Regions from separate parts of the Mus musculus genome. Here region 2 is linked to region 1. The links are chromatin contacts, called in public HiChIP or PLAC-seq maps. All regions are on one chromosome and are shown on one strand. The core of a region is the stretch at or near the end of the contact, and the rest is flanking DNA. Distances in the headings are between cores, read along the strand shown. Region 1 has its middle 13 kb from the start of Gm37004. Region 2 overlaps Itprid2 (ITPR interacting domain containing 2).

Region 1 (3,977 bases), core at 737-3,236:
AAAACACACGGAGGTCTTCCATGGCTCTCCTCTTGCCAGTGTCTTTAGTTCGCTGTGGCTATGGAAGCACACACAGGCCTTTAGAAGATCTGACCTAAAGTCCTTTGTGAAAGGCAAACCACACCCATGTTGATCGCATCCTTGAACCAACCGTTGAACACCTCCTTCTACAAATCTCTGCTGCTTCTGTCTCATAACCGATCCCACCCTTTCTGCTTATTATCATTATTATTTTGTATATATTTATTTTATGTGTCTGAGGTTAGTGTTTTGCCTGTATGTATGTGCACCACAAGAACCCTTTTTATGTTTGAGGTTAAAATAAATAGTGTTGAATCCCTTGTAACTTGCTTGATCCATGGTATTAGCTGCCATGTGGGTTCTAGGAACTGAAATCAGGTTCTGCAAAAGCAGCCAATGCTCTTAACACCTGGGCCATCTTTCTAGTCCCTTTTCACAGTATAGTTTGAGCATTTCCACCCCATGTCCTCCTTTAATCTTCCCCGTATCTTTCTACCCCCAAAAAGGTCTTCCTCCTCATGCCATGGTCTCTTTTTATTGTTTTTAATTCATGGAGCCCAATCCTACCTTTAGTCACTGGCTTGCTAGCTGTTGCTGTCCCAGTGCCCTCCCTTCCCGGTCCTAATCATTGTAGCCAGGAACTGAAGTCCTAACACCTTGAATCTCCTCACACAAATGTGCCTCGGCCAGGCTCTCCACATCAAGACTGGGGGTAACATAGTTTCAATTTTTCATCACCTGGTTCTATGGCATTTACAGATAACCTTGCTCCTTTGGATTACTGAATGTCTTCTTTTAAAAAGTTATTTGTTTTATTTTATGTGTATGAGAGTTTTGCCTACATGTGTGTCTGTGCACCACGTGCATGCCTGGTACCTGTAGAGGCCAGAGTTGGGTGTTAGATCTCCTGGAACTGTACTTACTCATGTCTGTGAGCTGCTTGCTATGTATGTGCTGGGAACTGAATCAGATCCTCTGCAAGAACAGCAAGTGCTCTTAACTGTTCAGCCATGTTTCCAGACCCCTGAATTTCTGTTTCTCTGGAAAAAGTGAAGCTTCAATCTTTGTCATTTTATAATAAATGTACACTTATATAAAAATATTCCATATGCTTCTTCCTATGGAAAACTGCCAGTGAGATTTTATTGTCTTAAAACTGCCACAGGTGGCGATTTCTTTTAATCATGCAGATATTCTAGATTTAAAATACATTTAGTCTTGAATACCTAATGCATTCATATAATTTAAGCTATAGTGTATCTCTTTTCATCTTTGCCTTCCAACTCATTTAGACCCCTGGGTCTTTCCTGTCATGGTACACATGTACATTATATATGATCTATAGAAGTGATAAACTGGAAAACACATCATTCCATGTAACTGCTTTTCCTCCAATAACTAACAGAGATGGTTCTGTATTAACCATAAAGGCCAGCTTGGTGCCTTACTCTATGAATATACCATGCTTTATGTAAAGAGCTCTACTTACCAACAATGACGGTATTCAAACAACCATATGATCTTGTGTTCATATCTGTAGACACACAGGCAAACATTCCTGCAGGTTCTAAGTTGTGAGATAAGTCCTTACAAATTCAGCTGTATTTTAAAATCCAGACATTTGTTATGTCGATTGTAAAATTATCATATCTATAGAAATACACCATGCAAATGATTCAAAATAACATCTTCATTTTAACTGGTATTAGCCATGGGTTTTCTGCATTTCCTTTTTTATGATCTGGAAATTATATGTATATGTAGTTTTGTTTTTTATATTCTTCTTTTCTCTCCCTGTTTTCTTTTTCATTTTTCTCCTGTTTTCTTTTTTCTATCCCTCTTTCTTCTTTCCTTTCCTCTTCTTCCAGATTACTTTCCTATTAATGATCAGGTTGAGAGCTATGTAACCACTAGATGGTGGTACAAGCACACAGGGAGAAATATTTTGTAAACAGACTAGGTATTAGTTTTGATTTCCTGCTTAGTTTTTAAATTGCTGTACACTTGGGCCCTCAAATGCCTCCTAAGGGACATCACTGTGGTCGCTGCTTAGTAGTTGAGCCAACATAACACTGATGTTGGGCTTTTATAGCAGCTGCCGTGGACCACTTTATGTTGATGGTGAGACTGTTTTTAGAATGCTCATTGCTTGCACGGATTAACTCTTCAGTAGGCATCTGTTAGGTTTCCTGAGTGATTTTAAGTGCTTGCTTATATTCTTGACTGATTTACAGAACCTACGATGTTGCAGTTGAGACCACTTAGAATTTATAATCTTGCTTTATTTAGTTGACTGAATTTTATGAAGAAATAGTAGTTCCCTAGCGATCTCCTACAATGACAAAAGGCAGCTACTTACTCTGGTTAGCCCGATCCACTGCAGTTCAGAGATTCATACAAACCTGTATCATCCATCATCATCTCAATGTATAAAATGTATTTTTAATATCTTGGAATTTGTGACAAAAGTACTTTTCTATGCGTGCACTGCATAATTTTTGATTTTGGGAAGTATATGTTTTCTCTGTGGGGAATGCATGGAAATCTGGGCTGTGAATGTTTGTATCAGTAAATTCTTCTTAAATCACAGAAGAAAAGAATCCTGTGACATTGAAGGGCATTTGCTTATAGAGCTACATGCTAAGCTTAGCATTTTAAACTCTTGAAAACCAGCTAAATGCAAGGCTGTGTGCTCAGCCCCTCTCCCCCACGCTCCACACCCCACTCTGCAAATGTTCTGTGCAGACAGGGTGTGGATTCCTTCTCCTGTTTGGCGGTGTCTCTATGTGGTTTGTGGGGATGGCTATATGATTCTTTCTTGCTCTGCGACAGCATGTTCCTGTCAATTGTCAAGTGCATGTGTTTTCCTGAGAGGCGCTCTTGCAAGCAAGTTCCCGCTTAAAAGCTTCTATGAGTCATTTCTTTGGGGACCAGTGTTGAGGCATATCACCCCATTTGCATCAGGGTTGCCTGACTTAGTAAAAAAGAAAAAAAGAAAGATTAACATTTTAGCTAAACTATCTGAAAGGTTTGGATAGTAATAAGGCTTTCTTACCACTTAATATGCCCTGGTGAAACTCTATGATCTGCTATGTAGTAACATTGTTAAACTGTTACACCTGGAAGGCTTCATTTAAGACATTTGCTGTCTAACTAAAAGGAGATGGTTTCTTGTTATTCATTCACACATAAGGGAAGGCAAAAATAATCACCGACTTGCATTCAACAAAACACGGAGTTAAGAGAAGCAGTCCCTAAGATGATGAGCCCATTGGCACCCTGCTCCATGAGGTAGAATCTACTGCAGCTGCGTCCTCAGTTTTATTAGGAAAGATAGCCCATTTTGTGATCTACGACGTTTAAATCAATTGAACTGTAGTGAAATCTCTCCCCTGAAATGGCTATTACACAGCTTGCAACCTTTTGTTCAAGAGATTAAGTTTGCATCTCCTCACATTATCTCCTTGTAATTGGAAAACTTTCATTTTGACGCAGAAAATGTGCCAGCGTCCCCGAGAGCCTTGCCACAAGCCAATGCAGAATGCCATCTGGAGGGTCCGTGCCCACATCAGGCGGCAGCCTCCTGTCGGGCAGGATCTGGAACTTTGCAACGAACAACTAATAACATCTTAAGCTCCATTTGTCTAGCTCATGAGTGCTCTTGGCAGAGGTCATAACCAGCAGTGGTTTTCTTGATTTGCTGCATCAAATGTAATTAGGTTAAAGCACTCACTGACAGAGCCTCTGATAATGGCATGAAAGCCTCAGGCTTGAATTTACCCATCCAGTCAAATTTAAGTTTAGAGCAGCAAAGATGTATTAATTTCATCACTGGGACAATGAATATTGGTAAACTTGAAAGGTATTTATTTGGAACAAAGCAGTTTTCCTTCCTTTGGATTTCATACGTCTTTGGTTTCTGTTTTAAAGTTGAATTGAATCAATGCATGTTCTGG
Region 2 (3,977 bases), core at 589-3,088, 710 kb after region 1:
GGAATATCTGTGTTACCATAATGTTTAGCATTCATCTTTAATTGAATGATAAGCACAAAGGAGATGTAATAAAGTTGTCTTATTAGACACTGCTTAACATCTTGTATAATACAGAATTTCAATGTCTCTTTTTCTATATACTGCATTTGCCTTATGTATTGTGGCTACAATACTCTGATTTTCATGTTTTATACCTACTTAAAATGGATCTCAAGTACAATACATCTGAAACCCTGTGTTATTTAATGTTCACAAATGATGGTAGAAGGTAAACTTCAGATCTGATATTTGTTTACATGTGCAGCAGGGCAGATGATGATCGACAGCAAAGGGCGGTTTTGTTTCTATTGCCTTTTTAGTTATGAGCCTAGCCTTTTGCCATGGAGTCATCTCTCCAGCCCTATTCTGCTTCTGTGAAGAATCATATAGAAGTCTATGTGTTATGTACCGTTTTTCCATAGCACAGCCATGTTGAGAAAAACTCCAATTGAGGTGTTTTCAGGATGTATTTAGGAACGTTTTAGGAAATAGATGAGGCTGACAGGAAACTGTGGAAATGTAGAATTTTTAAGAGCTGGTTGAGAGTAGCACAGTGCTAATTTGGGAATGCATTATCAATTTACTCCAGGAAATGTACACCCCCAATGGAGAAGCTAGAGAAAGCACCCAAGGAGCTGAAGGTGTCTGCAACCCTATAGGTGGAACAACAATATGAACTAATTAGTACCATCTGGAGCTCGTGTCTCTAGCTGCATATGAATCAGAAGATGTCCTAGTCGGCCATCACTGGAAAGAGAGGCCCCTTGGTCTAGCAAACTTTATATGCCCCAGTACAGGGGAACGCCAGGGCCAAGAAGTGGGAGTGGGTGGGTAGGGGAGCAGGATAGGGGACTTTCAGGATAGCATTTGAAATGTTTATAAAGAAAATATCTAATAAAAAAAGCCTTTACAAAGAGCTATTTGGAGGTGAAGCTATATCATTGGAAAGCAAGAGAGGAAGAAGGCATGTAGTATTTAGCATTTAGATATCTGGACGTGATTGCTGCCTCATATCTATGTGATTTTGTCTCTGTCTGTTTGTTTGTTTTATTCTTTTTCTCTATTTTACATTTTTCAACACCCCATTCCATCCATCCCCCACCTCAAGTTGCTGCAGGACTAGGCACATTCTTTCCCACTGAGGCCAGACAAAGGCTCACAGCCAGGCAGGCAGGTAGGCAGGCAGGCAGCAGGCAGGTAGCAGGCAGGCAGCAGGCTCAGGGACAGTCCTTCCTCCAGTTGTTTGGGGGGCTCACATGAAGGCCAAGCTGCTCATCTACTACATAGGTGCAGGGGGCCTAAGTCCAGCCTGTGGTTGCACTTTGGTTGGTGATTCAGTCTGTGGGAGCCCATAAGGGTCCAGGATAGTTAACTTTGTTGGTCTTTGCTGTCCTCTTTGGGTCCCTCAGTCTTTCTCCTAACTGTAAGAATCCCCAAGTTCCGTCTGTTTGGGTGTGAGTCTCTGCTCTGTTTCCATTGGCTGTTGGGTACAGCCTCTCTGAGATCAGGTATGCTAGCTAGGTTACTGTCTACAAGTATAACAGAGTATTAGTAATAGTGTTGGGATTGGTGCCTGCCCATCTGTCTGACTTTTTTCAGCCATAAAATGAGATGTATACTTTCTCTGTGTGTATGTGCATGTATGGGTGTTTATTTGTGCATGGATGTGTGCATGCATGTGGATGCTAGAGGATAACCTCAGATGGCATCCTCAAGAGGCTTGTACATTGCTTTATGAGACAGGGTCTCTCACTGACCTCAAGTTCAGTTCCAGAGCCACCTGGCTCTGCCTCCCCAGTGTCTAATTATAAGCACATGTCACTGAGGTTTTCGCTTTCCTGTTTTTCGTTTGTTTTGTTTTTCCCATGGGTTCTGGGGATCAGATTCAGATTCGCCTGCTTGCATGGTAAGCACTACACTTACTCAGCCACTTCCCCAACTGAAGGTGAAAGTTCTTACCTAAGTGAGACAGGAGACAAGGGCAGCAGGTGACAAGTAACACTAAAAAAAAAGTAGAGCAAAGGGCTGTTTGATGTATGTTATAATATTTAAACTTTGAGTATCACTAAATGAGATTGTCTTCTGTCTACTGAAAATGTGTGTTAGGTTAAACTTGTGTAGATATTCTGTTTTTAGTTGGTAGAAACAGGCAGAGCATCTCTGCCTGAGTCTTGCTTTGCCACTTACAGGTTTTCTTAGCATTAAGAACAGGAATGAGTCCTGCTGACTTCCTGCCAGCCTCACATTTAGTCCGCAGGCTGCTGTGCGAAGTGACTTATGAGAAGCTCTATCATACTTTCCCAAAGAATTGTGATGGCACAGGAAATGGTGGCACATGCCTTTAATCCCAGGACCCAGGAGACAGAGACAGCTTGGTCTTTGTGAGTTCAAGGCCAGCCTGGTCTATAGAGCAAGGTCCAGAACAGCCAAAGTTACACAGAGAAACCCAGTCTCAAAAAAAAACCAAAATAATTAAAAAAAAAAAAAAGACGTAAAGTGATTTTTTTCGTAATGCCTTCGGCTGGGTTGTGCTACACAGGACTCTGATGTGACACAGGGGGTGGGCTTTCCTACCAGGTGTCTCTTCTGTGCTTGTCACTTGTACACTGTGGCCTTCTGTGATTTAGCTGACTGCCACAATTAAGCGGTATGTACTTTATCTGAAAACAGGAAAAATAGCGTGGTCATATTGTTCAATGCATATTTTTCGTTTTCCATTGTAGATTAAAGAGTCTATTGTTGGGGAAATTCGACGAGAAATTGTAAGTGGACTTTTGGCAGCAGTGTCTTCAAGTAAAGCACCTGGTCCTAAGCAGGACAGCCACTGAGCGGACGCCTTCGGTAACGTTTGTCATGTCTTACACATTGACACTTGATTCACAAGTCTTTGCTTTCTTAGGGAAGCTGTTAGAACTAGCTAAACTTGTATTTTTAAAATAGATGTCATAGTTGTCCTACAGTATGAAAACCATATGCAACCCATATGTATAAACAATTCAATTTAAGAACAGAATTGCCTGCAGTGTATTCTTACATAGAAAGTCCTTATAGTAAATAAATCCTGGAGTTGGACTGTAGACCAGAATCTTACTTTAATATTAATTAAATTGTATTTCAAATGTACAATGTGTGGGCAAGAATTTGAGAATTAGTCAAAAAATTTTAATGCCTTACCTTATTATTTTTGTCATTTGAATAGATATTCTGTAGATCCATTTCTAATCATAATTTATTAAGGATTGTTTTATGTGACTTACTACAATAATAGCTATAACTGTATTTTATAAATTATATATATATTTTATTAATAGCAATGTTTATTGAACACACCAAGGAATAATAATGTGTACAACACTTTCAAAGCTGAAGGTGTTTATTCAGTGTTATGAAAAATGTTGATATATAATTTCAGCTATGAAAAGTAAGAAAATATTTTATAAATATTATGTCTTAGCAAATCATACAATTTCTTTTCAAAACCTAGGGTAAAATTATTAACTTTCAAAAATGTATAACACCCAGAAAATTGTGTATGTATATATATATATATATATATATATATATATATATATATATATATTAAGTGGATGGATAGATGATAGATAGATAGATAGATAGATAGATAGATAGATAGATAGAGAAACATCTATGCCATATATATGGATTTATTTGAATAACTTTCACATTTGTTTTAAAGAACTTTCAAAATAGTATTTAAAGAATGTTTAATATTCATTTTTCCTTCTTTTTAGGGTTGAGATGGATCCCATTAACTAATATAGGCATTGTCAGTGATTTATGCTGGTGGAGGTGTTGTTTGTCCTATGGAAGATATTTTCTACTGAGCTGGGCTACTGTACACAATGGACAGTGTGCATTTCTGTACAGGTTACGGTTCTATGCATAAACATTTTAGAAAACAAACATAGAAACTTAGG

The links. HiChIP or PLAC-seq counts read pairs in DNA pulled down with a chosen protein or histone mark.
Region 2: a contact with region 1 is called in a CTCF HiChIP or PLAC-seq map of large pre-B cells, with 9 times the contacts expected there. The contact joins two enhancer-like sites. A contact is called at or near these places in 2 of 15 datasets of contacts at CTCF or cohesin (the NIH/3T3 cell line and large pre-B cells), 6 of 484 Hi-C or Micro-C datasets (B cells, the HL-1 cell line, Th1 cells and 2 more) and 1 of 115 datasets of contacts at active chromatin or transcription factors (CD8 T cells).

Annotation. Positions count from the first base shown.
Region 1 is chr2:78,957,630-78,961,606 of GRCm38.p6, forward strand. No RefSeq gene overlaps it. Among named protein-coding and RNA genes, the nearest start is that of Gm37004, 13 kb to the right of the region's middle. Within about 2 kb of position 1,987, at least 37 of the 459 cell types and tissues checked have an H3K27ac peak or open chromatin away from gene starts, as enhancers often do.
Region 2 is chr2:79,667,968-79,671,944 of GRCm38.p6, forward strand. It overlaps Itprid2 (ITPR interacting domain containing 2), which reads left to right. Exons shown (of 18, transcript NM_080558.4): 17 at 2,763-2,880; 18 at 3,792-3,977. The coding sequence ends at 2,867. Among named protein-coding and RNA genes, the nearest start is that of Itprid2, 35 kb to the left of the region's middle. Within about 2 kb of position 1,839, at least 5 of the 459 cell types and tissues checked have an H3K27ac peak or open chromatin away from gene starts, as enhancers often do.